Linked DNA regions of Mus musculus: region 1 is linked to region 2. A link is a contact called in public Hi-C data. All regions are on one chromosome and are shown on one strand. The core of a region is the stretch at or near the end of the contact, and the rest is flanking DNA. Distances in the headings are between cores, read along the strand shown.

Region 1 (6,283 bases), core at 276-2,775, 120 kb after region 2:
AGGGAGCTCTCTGCAGCTTTGTGGAATGAGTCCTTCCTATACATATTCACATATGTGTCCCTGAGAAGTCTTCATTTCAGGCCTTGAAGACTGTACCAGATGTACAGCTAGGAATAGCTCCAAGTGTGAAGCTGTCTGAAGTCATTTTGGCTCCCAGGCCTTGCTCCCATGGCCATCCCTGTGGCTGAGAAAGTACTGCTGCCGTGTGCCATGCCTCCTTGGAAAGACCCTAGATCACAAGTGTACTAGGTATCATCTGAGTTGTGTAGACATGCAGGCCGGGGCATGTGACAGTGACAGCAGTCTTAATGTGGGCAGGGGGGATCATTGGTCGACTTTCTATGCATCAGATAGACTGACTTTGCATTAGGAAAGACTTGAAAGTTACATACTGGGTACAAATCTGTATCACCACTTAGCTACTATGTGCCTTTGGGTAGTTGTTTTAATGCCTCAACTTCTTCACCTTGAGGTGTGCACATTATACAGTGAAGAACTGAATGAGAACATGAGGACTCGTCACCCCTGTTCTTATCAGAGGTGTTCTTGCAATTGATACTGTCAAAGAACAAGCTATCCTGTCAACCGGAGCTCAGTGCTATGAACACCCTTGTAGATCTTGCAGGTCAGCAGCTCACACAGGTAGAGCATGACAATTTGTCTCTGTTCTTGGTGTCTAGCTCCGGTTGTGGTGGTCCCATAGCTAGAAGTCATTTGAAGGCATTTGGCCTATTAGTTCATGGGCTGCAACTTGTGCTGGTTTTTAACTGTTACCTCAACCAGACTGTCCTTGGCTAACCTGAGTCATCTCAAATCTGTATTTTGAAGACCTGCTTTCCAGTAACTGAGGATATAACCATAGTATTGACAGAACCTTAAAGAGGTGATTGGTCTATAATATGATAATCAGGGTGGGCTCAGAGCTAGTCACTAATTTCCTTGTAAGAAAAAGGCTTGGGTATACACAGAGGGATCACCCAGGAAGACTGGAACAATGCAAAGATCTACATCCCAAGGAGAGGCACCTCAGATCCCTTAATCATGGATTACTGGTCTCCAGAGTGCTGACACAATTTCTGTTGTTTAATATGCCCCACCTATGGTATTTTGTTTTGGATACGTAGAGAACTCCATAGTGGCCTTAGTCTTTTCTCACGTGGCTCCCAAGGCTGTAGGTGGGTCAGGGCTCTCTGTTATGTGTGCTGTTCTGGTTAGAATGCTCAGCTATCCTTCTTCTCAGCCTTAAAGTAACATCCCTAGGAACCAGTTGGTGGTTTAGTGAGCTCTTCTATAAAAAAGAGGAAGACTAGAAGCCATTCTTTGATCAAAACTTGAAGAAATTTCAGAAGGCTGTGCATAGTTGGGAGGCAGGAGATTATTGTAGCTACTGTCAGAAAACTCTGACTGGCATTTGCCATTTGTATAATAAAAATCACTCACTGAGCAAACCACATTGCTTTTTCTTTCTTGCTTTAGTTTATATGTTAATGAATAACATATGGTTACTTAATCTGACTCTCTGATCCTAGAAAAGAAGATCTTTACACCTGATTACAACAAAGGTTTTCATTTCATTTTGGACCTGCTCTATCCTGACAGCAGGAAATTGAAAGAAACACCCATGGGTGGGAAGATGTCTTCATATCTCCGCTTCCAAAGAGCAAGACCTGCCAATCTTGTTACCAGCTCCTGTGCTCAATGGAATGATTTTTTAAACTCTCCTTTTTTTTTTTTTTTCAGGATGATCCTGGATGCATCCACCAAGAGATTTGCAAACTCAGGATTAAGCTTAAAAACACTCACAAAAGGTAGCATGCCCATGACCCTTCGAGGAGATGGATCTCCTCTTAAAGGTCTTCTTGACTGTGACATTTTACTCACTTACTTATTCAATCAGCGAGTATTTATTGAATATCTGCAATATGTCACATTGTATACGTGTCACTGGAATAAGCAAGCAAAATGCCATTCTTTCCCCAAAGCTTACAAGCTAATGAGACAGCAGTCACATGAAATAAGTAGGTGAGTAAAATTGTATTGTTTACTGTGACTTTTGTGTGTGTATAAGATATGAATGGATACATATGTGTGCAGGTGCACATGCATATCTGTGCTCTGAATTTTTATTTTTAACTTTAACTGTTTTTTTATTTAGCTCTCTTTTTTTTTTAATTAGGTATTTTCTTCATTTACATTTCAAATGCTATCCCAAAAGTCCCCCATACCCTTAAGCTCAATATCAACATCAAGGACCTCCCTTGATCAGATCAGTCTGCACTTTACTGAGTCAGGATCTTTCTACTGAACCATAGCCTACCAATCAGCTAGCCTATCTACCTTGGGAATCCCTTGTCTCTGCATTCCTATTTCAGGGATTATAGGATACCTACATAGCTTTTATGTGGGGTTTTGGAGACTCAAACTCTGGTCTTCGTACTTGCATGAAAAGTGCTATATCCACTGAGATCTCTGTACACTCTAACTTCATCCATACCTTTCTACTATCACATATCGCACACATATCCATATATATTATATATGATATATATATATGGTATCTTTCTGTACCTTTTAAAAAATTTCTCCTTACAATATTTCCTCTAATTCGTTTATGTTGTCATGAATAACAACATTTTCTTCCTTTTAATAGTGACCATGTGTGTGTATGTGTGTGTGTGTGTGTGTGTGTGTGTGTGTGTGTGTGTGCGCGCGCGCATGTGTATAGTGATTTATTTATCATGTATCAGTTGATAAACACTTTACTTTCGTAATTCAGCTAATCTGATTTGTGCTGTGATGAACATGGACATTCAGCTCTCTCTCCAGATTGGCTGGGTGTGTAGTTTTACCTATGGTGTGACTAGGGAAAGGCACACTGCCAAGCTCTGCTGGTACTTGGCAACACTCAGTGATTTCCAGATGGCTAGATGGAGGGTCTTGATTTCTTGGTATCTATAGCTAGTAGCTTCTTTCAAGTGCTTGCCATGTAGCAGACAAAGCATAGCAGCTTCCTTCATCAAAGCCCACGAGAGTAAGACTTTTCTAACAGGACAAGCTCCAGTCTTTAAAAGTACAATTCTAGACCTGGAAGCATCCATTCCTTTTTAGCTTTTTTCCATATTCTGAGGGTTATAAAGGCTTACCTATAGGTGCTTGGGAGGAGAAAGGAAAATTACACAAGGATTAAGCAACCATGGGCTGTCCTAGCAAGTTTGTCCTTTCCTTCATTTTCTGACTCATGGGATAGAAATAAATCTTCCCCAGCTACTCAGAACGAATTCCAAGACATTCTCATCTATATCTCATATAACTTTTAACAAATTTAGCCAACACTACCTTTGAAGGTGTCTAACCTCTGGCCACTCTCCCTCATTCACCCAAGCTCCACCATTTAGCATCTATCTGGACTCCCCATCCGACCACCTTCCAATTCTGCCCTTACCCTTTGGAGTACCATCAAAACAGCAGGCAGAATAATCATATATAAATGATTATTTATATAATCTGGTGACAAGCCAGAAATGATGGCTCACATCTGTGTTCCTGGCATCTGGGAGTCTGAGGCAGGAAGTTTGCCATGAGTTCAATGCTAGTCTAGCTACATACTAAGTTCAAAGCCATCTAGACTACAGAATAAGAGCCTGTCCTAAAAATATAAACCACAGGAGATGTCTCGGTGGGTAAGAGAATTTGCTACACGGCAAGAAGACCCGAATTCAAACCACCACCAAGCATATGAAAGCTGCATCTGTACTTGTAATTGTCACATCACAAGAGGCAAGCAGGAGGTTCTCTGGCTACTAGCTCAAATCCTAGTTCAGTGCTATGCTCTCTTTTAAGGGGATGAGGCAGAGAGGGATAGAGTTATCTTCTGCCTTTGGCATGTTCAAGGCTATATATACCTGCATACATACACTATACACACAACACATAAAAATAAAGTCGATTACATAATGGTCCATGCTGTATAAATCCTTCTATGGCTTCCATTCAGAGTCCCTACATACCTATGAGATATGGATCCCCCATGAACCTCTAGCTCTGCTTCCCTCTCCTGTACTCACTAAATTCCCATCTTCTCTTATCATTTCAGTGGCTCTTTCTCCTGTCAAAGTTTTGTTTATATGTTCTCTCTGCATGGAATCTTCTACCCATTTATCCCAGCTCTTGACTCTGAGTCTTCCAGCTGTATGTGGACTTGCCTGATCATCCTATTTATGATCTGATACCCTATCCCTCTTCTCTTCTGTTTCCCAACAGTTCCATCAATTTCCAGTGCAAGTGATGTTTTGACTCTTTCTTCTTTTCCTCAAGATACAGGCAGTACAACAGAACTCATCTGTTCACAGTCCTGGCATAACCTAGCATCGAGTAGGTGCCAAACAGCTATTTATTCATTAAACTATGTGAAATGCATCAGTTTTGTGAATTGCAGGTTGGGCTTTGTGTGTGTGTGTGTGAAAATAATATCTTTACCTGATAGCCATGCAATCAATTTGTAGCAATTTCCTTCAATATTAAAACATTCCATCCTTCAGAAAAGCTCCTTAATCCAGAAAGTAAACAACTCGAAACTGCTTCAGGAAGTTCCTGAAACTGACCAGATTCAGTAGTCTACTCCTTCTCTAGAGTAAACAATGAAAACTTCTGATAGTCATTATCCAACAATGCAAGTTGGAAAGAATCATCAAAGACCAGAACAGCTTTCTAGAAGAATCAGAAACTAGCAGAGCTGTATGGAAAATGGTTAGACCAACTTAGTCACTTGGAAAAGACACTTTCCAACATTTGGAGCTGCCTGATGGCTGTGCAATGTGTTCCAGGTGCTCAGGTTTTGCCAACTCTCATTCATCCTAGGGTGGACTCTGATGATGCAGCAGTTTTGAGTCTGCTACTATAAGTAACCCCTAGCCCATATTTCTGTAAGTAACCCCAATAAAACTCATTAATTCACCAAGTTTGACTTGAGTGATAGCCATAATTTGGTCTTTTGTGGCTTCCTATCTGAGGCAAGTATACATGTACATTGAGTCTCTCCAGGAAAAGTACATTACATAACACTTAGACTTTTGAAATGGCAAATTGTCTCACAGTGCACATAATTCTTAGACAAAATGTCTCACAGTGGAAGTTAGTCTCTATTATGAGGAATGTGGTTGATCATCACACACATCATCATATATCACTGAAATATTTTAAAACTTATTTCAGTATCATGGAGCATTACACCTCTACAGCCTCATATATTCCAATACTGCCCTCATTTAATAAAATCTTTCTTTTAAAATAAATTTTAATTAATTTCTTATAATATTACTTTCTCCTTTCCCTTCTCCTTCCTCCCTCCCAAACCATTCTATGTCCTCTCCCTTCAATGCCTCTCATATACACCACTCCCTCTCAAATTGACAGCCTCTTTTACTTTGATTATTATTGCTACATATATATGTTTACACACACACACACACACACACACACACATATATATACATATATATGTGCAGCATTCTATAAATGTAACCCATTGAGTCCATTTGGTGTTGCTTGTATGAATATGGTTTTAGGGGTGACCACTTTGTATTAGAAAACCAATTAGGATGCTCATTCCTGGGAGAGGCTAATTCTCCTCCACCCAGAGGTCATCAGCTGCCTATAGTTCTCTGGCTAGGAAAACATTTAAGGCCCATGGTACTCTCAGAAGAGAGAATAGAAAGATGAAGGGCCAAAGAACCTGGAAGTTGGCTATGAGATTATGTTTCCTAGAAAGAAAAGAGAAATTACTGCCAGGATACCTGAACACTATGACTTCCCAAACAAGATTTGAATGATACCCATGCCAAAAGACAAGCTAATGTGGAAAAAGGAACCCTCTTTTCAGTGTTCTTCTTTTATTTTTGAAATTATAATAAAATTACATCATTTCTTTTCATTTAAAACAAATATTTGGAAATATAGTCCTGCTAAATAGCGTAATCTAGCCTTGAACTTTCCTGCTGACACTCTTTGAGAGTCATTCTCCAGAATGTCTTAAATTTCAGGCCTATGCTTCCAGACTTGCCTCAGATGTAATTTCTCTCTCTGCTACACACTTAGCTTAGTTTATTATTTTTCTTTTGTGATAGCAGTAGCTGAATACTTGCTGACAGTAGTCTTCTCTCCATTCCACACACCTTTATTATATCAACTAAAATGAGCATTTGATAAAGGAGTTTGAGTTTTCTGTATCCTTCATGAGCCCATCAACATGGTCAGTGGATTCACAAACCCCTACATCTGACTTTGT
Region 2 (7,099 bases), core at 27-2,526:
TTTGGGAATCTACTACAGAACCAGTTCTGAACAAATCTTTCTGTTGTCAAAACTGACTTCAATGCCATTGGTGGTTGCCACAAACCCTGGTGAGGAGCCTGACCAGGTCCAGACTTCTTGTAACAGCACCAAGAATAATCAGAGCTACTTTTCTGGGAGATTATCTCTAACGTGTGTTTTATATGTTGCTTTGTACCTTACACTTAAATGACAGGTAACCATACAGTCTTCCCTCTGTGTAGGACAACAGCCTTATTTTTCTAAGATTGCTTATCGGAACTTGTACTGTCCAAGTTGACCCACCTTGCTGGTGAGATCCACCATCGTACATTGATTAGACATGTGAGTTCATTTTAGACACTGAACAAACCAGTTTAATAATGTAGCTCAATTTGGCAGAGGGCTTACCCAGCATGAATGGCAGCCTGACTTGGATGACCAGGACTGTGCACAACTGGGTATAGTGGTGCATGTCTGTAAGGTAGAGAGAAGATCAGAAATTCAGGATCATTCAGGGCCAGCATGGGCAACATCCGACCCTCCCTCAAAACTACAACAGCAGCAATAACGATCAATAGTTACTAGGACCAGATACTGTGAAAACAAATAGATGGTAGAAAGTGGACTAATGTGTAGCTAAGTTTGGAAAACACAAGTGGAGACCCCGCCTGTCTGTTTCCAGTCAGGAAATGTGAAGGATTATTACCAATTTCCAAATGTTTTTATAAGGCTGACTACTGACCTTATTGACCTCGTGCCATCCACTTCCTAGCAGAGATTACTAAAGATCAGTAGAGAAGATGCTAGCAAGATTTTGTGTAGTTGTCAATAATAAATCATTTCCCACATTTCAACAACAAAAGAAAAGAAACCAAGTTTGAAAGTTGTAAGATGAAAAATATTTTTCCTATTCCTATGTGAGAAACCCCTGAGAAGTTCATGGCTTTTGGCCATTTTATTACAATGACCTCATATTCTATCCATTAAGTGCAATCACAAATCACTCTTTAACATCACCTGAGAGTATAAGGGTTATTGATCACACCTGAGACTGAAGTCCTTTATGTTCAAATATCCCAATTCTCTTGAATTACATAAGACTATTATTCTATAGTTCAGGTATTTCCGTATCTACTATACCCAGGACCTTGCTGGACTGTAGCGTACTTGTTCTTTAAATGTGTCTACTTAAGTGTAGATGCTGTTCTTAGACCTACTTCCCAACCCAAGGAGTCCAGTCTGTGTAGGATGATTGAGAAAGAATGTGGTGATTCACTTCACCTCACACCCTACAATGGTCCATGAGTCAGAAGACGGGTACCTGGGTGTGGCCATCCACTGAGCCTCAGTACTTCCAATGCTCATTATTTCTGTTCTGGGAAAATCAGTGAAGCTCCAGCAATGACAGCCTGACAGGATTCCCTGGGCTTGAGCTTCTGTTCTGAGGTATGTGTACGAGACACCACACCTTTCTTCCTCAAAAAGGAAGAACCCTGCTGACAAGGATGATCGATATGCAAGGAGTGTCCTTCTAAATATATATTGTTGGGTAATGTCTTATCTCGTAGGAGGCAGAATGGATAGACAAAGTGATTTGGGGATGGAGACCTGTGTTCTAATTGATACGTCACCAGCCACTCTTGGCCTATTTGTATTCTTAATGAAATATATAAGAATAGAAAAATTCTTTCACCCCAAAATATTATTGAGATTATATGATATATGTACTCAGCAAATATTAATTCTCTCTCCTTTATTGTTTACAGAATATAATTGTTCTAGAGGAAATCAAAGAATTATTCAGGGAAAAAGAATGCTCTGGGTGGTAGTAACTAGACAGAGTGAAACATTACTAGAAAGTGTCGCTCACTGTCCTCCTGCTGCAGGGTCTGTTTAGTGTGTTGGAATCTTGAGCCCCGTGAGTGACAAGCATGGAAGTGACAACTCTTTCACATCGGTTCTGCAGATGAGCATCAGGGAGATTAATTTATTCCTGGAATAATTTGTTTGAGAGGTGGTTTGATCCTGGTGTTCGCTGCTCTTGCCAATGTGATTTTTATCTCGTACTTAATTCAACTATGGAGCTGTTACGGTTTTTATTTCCCAGAGAGTTTGGGACTTGCTCAAACATTCTCAGGCCTCAATCCAGCCTATTGCTCTGCCTGTTTCTGCTAAGACAAGTACAAGCTTGCCTTCCAATGACCTCCAATCAAAACCAATCAAATCTGCAAAGTTAATTGTAGTATTGCCTAAGCACTCAGAAGCCCAATAAATAATGAATGCTTATTAAACCATATTGACATGATAAATATTTTTACACGGTGTGTTTATTCAAGAGGTCTTGAAGAAAAAAAAAAAAACAGTCTCTTAGAGAACGACATTGTTTTTCTACCACCTGAGTGGAGCGAAAGCTGTGATTAAGGATCTATAAGTTTTATTTGCAGACTTTCAGTTCTGCCCTAACTTGGTTGAAACCATGGGTTCCGTCTTTCATTTCCTGAAACAAGTTTATTGCTGAGTCCAGCCTCTGGGCATTTGTATACAGCCCTGATGACCAACCGCTGCTCTAAGACCATCAAGGTCCCCCCAGTGTCTTCCATCAGGGGCATTTGGGGGGCAACCATGTCTTGATGGAGGTCTTCAGTTCGTTAGGGAGCTCTTGTGGAGGGAGGAGGGAGGGCTGTGTTAGTGGTGTGTGCAGTCTCTCCCACACCCTCACGCATAACCAGAGGTCTGAGAGCAAATGAGGAAGGAGTAAATGCAAGAGGTTGTCATTTCAGTTGTACATGGATCTGTGGCTGAACCACGAACTGACCAAGAAAGGCTCAGGAGAAGTGGAAAGTCATCAGATGTTTCCAGTTCAGATGAAACGCTGGAGGCAAAGGAAACTAAAAGAAATAGGGAGAGAGGGGCGGGGGAGATGGAAAGAAGAAAGGAAGAAGAAGGAAGGAGGGAAAGAGGAAGAAACTGAAGAAGAAGGAAAGAAGGAAGGAGGGAGGGAGGAAGGGAGGAAGAGGGAATGAGGAAGGAAGGATGAAGGGAGGAAGTGGGGAGGAAGAAAGGAAAAAAGGAAAGGCAGAAGGAAACGAAATGGGGAGTATGCATCTCTGCTCCTTTGAAAGAAGAGATTGCCCTTCACTGGCCTCAGGTTGTCTAACTCATAGGGCCAAATAAGTGGTTTGAAAAAGCAATACTGGCTTGAGCCCCAAACTGTGTTTGGGGAAGTGTGATGTTCACTCAGAATGAAGATGTTGAAGGAGACCAACTTCTCTTTCTCCTCTGCAGTTTGTGTCATCAGTTTCCAAGGATCTTTACCAGAACCACAGATCATTTGATCATATCCAACTAGACATTCAGAACTGTCTGGATCATATTTAGAAATCAAAAATGTAAAAAATCTTTTTAAAAAATTTGCTCAATTGAGCAAACGTGGAGAGTAACCAAGAATGCAGTGTCTCTGATCAAATAGCCTTTGATGCTGTAACCTGAAACTGGTCTGTTGCTGCATCTTGAGGTCTAGGTCTCCTCCCAAGAAAAGTGCCTGCTAGAAAACGGGAAGAGGCAGGAAGTGCTCCTGCACTCATTCTTGTATGTCTTCAGATGCGTGGAACGTGATATATACAAACTCCTTAGCTCCAGAAACACTGGAGAGCTTGGGGCAACGTGAAGGCAGGGAGAACTTTCTATATATTTCTAAATCAGACCTGAACCTAAACTTCCTGTCACTAGGAGCCAGCTCAAGTACCATGACCATAATTCAACATTTCATTTTCGAATGCTTTCCTTAGTCAGTGGACTTTCACTACTCTCCCTTTATCCTCTAGTATCTCTTAGTCCTACATTTCCCTGTCAAGAGTCTCTCCTATATTCTTCTATATGCAGGCTCTAAAGCCTACAGATTCAAATAGCCTTTAGTCCACTTGGCCACTCTTTTGAAACTATCCATTTAGCTCTGTCATGGGAGGGTTATGAGAGAAAACTTTGGCATAGCGTTTACTCTTGTGCAACTAATATGCAGACGTTGTTTTGTGCTGGACTCAGTAGGTAGAGTGCTGACATAGCAGACCACAGGCTCGGGATTGAATCTCTAGTACCACCTTAAACCAAGGTCATGTTCACCAGCCTGTAGACCCAGGACTCCAAGGAAGAAAGCAAGAAAATTAAAGAGTTCCAGGTCACCACAATCCTCAGCCCCACGTCACCCAGTTCGTGGGCAACCTGAGCTATCAGAGATCTTCTCTCTAAACAACAATGACTTTGCTAAATAAGCTATTTTCTATGCTCCCTCTCCCCCTCTGTTTTCTTTTCTTCCCTACATCTCTTCAATGTTTGCATCTTTCCATCTCACTTACTTCCCTTATATATTAGAAACTTCAGATTGCTCGAATATGACACCCTATTTTGAACTGCCATCTGAGGAAGGATGGCACACACAGGCTGCTATGAGAGGTCTGTTGAGTCATTTTGTTCTCTGTGGTTCTGAGAAGTCTAAGCATGGTGGGAGGGCTGTTAGCACTCTCCTTCTTAGAATCACCCTTTTCTACTAATGATGACAAACGACACTTTCATGAACAGTGCTGGAGTAGGCCCTTTATTTCAAAAGCTAATTTGCTGTTGCCATGGTGAAGACACACACACACACATACAACAACAACAACAACAACAACAACAACAACAAAAAACAAACCAAACAACGAAACAAAGCAAACTAAAAAAGAAGATTGGTAGGGACAGACAAAAACAAAAAACAAAACAAAATGGTTCGTTTTGTTTTGTTTTTGATGCTGCTTAGCAATCTTGAGCAGTCATTATTGATACTTTGTGGGTCTGGGAGAAAGCTCATTTTGTAAAGTGCTTGCCTCATGAGTGTGAAGACAAGGTTTGATTTCTAGAACTTACATAAAAAGCAAATAGTGGGTGTCTATTGCCTTAAAGCTGAAGGGGGTTTGCTTTTGATATAATTGTCTCTGACATGAAAGACACACAGAGACCCACTAGGACCCTTTCACTCTTCAGCATCCTTTCCTAGTTTCTCCCTTATGGAGCCTTAGTGAAGGTCAATTGTTCCTCTAGGAGAGAGAATACAGGTGCAGATGTAAGCTTAACTCATTGAAGGGTCAACTAGGCGACTGCTGTTCTGTTGCAAAGCTGCATGCACATGGTCCAATGCAGCCAGAGGAAATAGGAGACGAGAAAGCCTGGTGCTGCAGCTCTTGTTTTTGGATTTTGTTTATGTGTTTTTGTTTTGTTTTGCTTTTTTTTCCTGCCTAGAAAACACAAAGTTCCTCGTTTTTCATCTCCCTTCATATATTTATTGGATTTTTCACATTATTGCATTTGCTTAAAGTTCCAGAGAATAAACATAATAACACCATTGATTGAAATAATTAAAATAGATAGCTTCAATAACAGCAGAACCAAACAGCGATGAAGCAGCTGACTTTTCTTTTATCATTCTCTTGGGAGACTAGGTTTTCAAAAGCCAGTATATTCTGCTATTGGAAATGACAATGTCACAAGGTACAAAGCTCTGTGGGCAGAGGCAGGACCTGCCTTGTTCTTCAGAGATCCAAGCACCTGGAAAAGACTCCACAGTGGTCCTTCATTTGTGACAGGAAGTCTTCTCCTTCTGGGAGATCATTCTGTGAGTTTAATTACATCCTACAGGTCCTTCCACAGTCTCGGTGTTTGCCTATTAGTAAGTGAATTAGCTTCAGACATTCATGCATGATGAATAATAGAGAATTCTATTTTCCTTTTAGGGAAACTACACTTCCCGAGAAAAATCTTTAAAATACATCACTTGATTAACCAAGCAAGAACATTAACACATAAGGGGAAAATCAAAATAGAAGGATATGCCCTGTCCCCAGTGGAAAGGGCCTCTCTCTCTAGGCCCTTCTAAGACATGGGGCTGTGAATCCTGGAAGAAGAACTTCAAAGTAGGGTCCTCCTTACGGAAATGGTGACGTCTGCAAATAGGCAGCAATTTCACAGAAGGCCATTCCTTTGTCTAGCTGATTTCTGGTTAATTTGAGTTTCCTTCTTATGTGTATGAGTGTGTCTCTGTATGTATCTCTGGGGCATGTAGTTGTATTGGTGTGTGTTTGTGTGTGAGTGTGTGTGTGTGCACATGTGCACAAATGTGTAAGCTGTCTGGCACTTGAGCATCATTCCTCAGACACCACGGAAAAAGTTGTCATACTGAACTAGAACTTCTCCAAGTAGAGTAGGCTGGCTGGCCAGGTAGCCCAGGCAGATCTCTCTATCTGCACTCTCCCACCATCTCTGTCTGCTTTATATGGATGCTAAGGATCAAACTTGGGGCCTTACATTAGTAAGGCAAGCCCTTCAGAGCCAGAGCTACCTAACTAGTCCCTAGTCTTTTCTCTTCAGTAAGGATTTCTCCTCTACTCCCACTGGGTCCCATTGTGTTGCATGATTTAACATTTATTCTAGATGTGCCTTCATCCAGCCTTTATCTGTTATTGTCCTGGTGGTATCCACTTGTGAGCTAGGAAGAAACATTTTTCCCTTTCATACCTTTTCCCTTCAAAGACAGTCCTGGCGGTTTAGGATTCCAGAAGCTTAAGAATCCTGACAATGGGAAGGAATACGGATCTTCAGGAGCCCAGATACTCTTCCAGACCCCTAAAGAGTTGCTGATAACAGTCTTAAATGAAAGCCAGGCTATAGCCAAATCAGCTAATCTCATCTCTGGCTGTCTGAAGACCAGGACCCCCCAGGATAATCCAGGCAAACAACAGAAAGGACTTTGGTAGCTAGACACCAGAGGATCTTCCGAACCTCTTTGAAGTTTGGGGCCTGATAAAGGAGCCAGGTCTCTAGGTTTGCTGTTTAATGTGGTCCTTGCAGCTTAGCTTGGAGACAGGTTCTTTCTTCCTGGATTAATAGTAACCTCAGCACATAGGGTTGGGATGCCACTGAAGACAAGAGAAATGAATATCTACTGGGATATTGAGGTGAATGAAGATAAGTGTGGATTGTGTATATGAAGGACCCTCACCTCGCTCATCATATGTAGGCTGTTTATTTGAACAGCCAGACAGCACTTGCCAGTACCTCTGGGCTGTCTCCT

The links. Hi-C and Micro-C count contacts between places; a contact is called where the count stands out from the background.
Region 1: a Hi-C map of epidermal suprabasal cells shows a contact between it and region 2, with 2.3 times the contacts expected there. The contact joins two enhancer-like sites. A contact is called at or near these places in 9 of 39 promoter capture datasets (the 3T3-L1 cell line, 3T3-L1-derived adipocytes, the HPC-7 cell line and 6 more), 1 of 15 datasets of contacts at CTCF or cohesin (the NIH/3T3 cell line), 12 of 484 Hi-C or Micro-C datasets (the AML12 cell line, the C2C12 cell line, bone marrow-derived macrophages and 8 more) and 3 of 115 datasets of contacts at active chromatin or transcription factors (CD8 T cells, bone marrow-derived macrophages and pancreatic cancer cells).

Annotation. Positions count from the first base shown.
Region 1 is chr13:6,003,201-6,009,483 of GRCm38.p6, forward strand. Gm46401 (a long non-coding RNA gene) reads left to right here. Exons shown (of 6, transcript XR_001780857.1): 4 at 1,741-1,808; 5 at 4,261-4,371. Among named protein-coding and RNA genes, the nearest start is that of Gm46401, 91 kb to the left of the region's middle. Within about 2 kb of position 1,526, at least 4 of the 459 cell types and tissues checked have an H3K27ac peak or open chromatin away from gene starts, as enhancers often do. A contact at or near this core is called in epidermal suprabasal cells, where this site is marked.
Region 2 is chr13:5,885,730-5,892,828 of GRCm38.p6, forward strand. No RefSeq gene overlaps it. Among named protein-coding and RNA genes, the nearest start is that of Gm46401, 26 kb to the right of the region's middle. Within about 2 kb of position 1,277, at least 111 of the 459 cell types and tissues checked have an H3K27ac peak or open chromatin away from gene starts, as enhancers often do. A contact at or near this core is called in epidermal suprabasal cells, where this site is marked.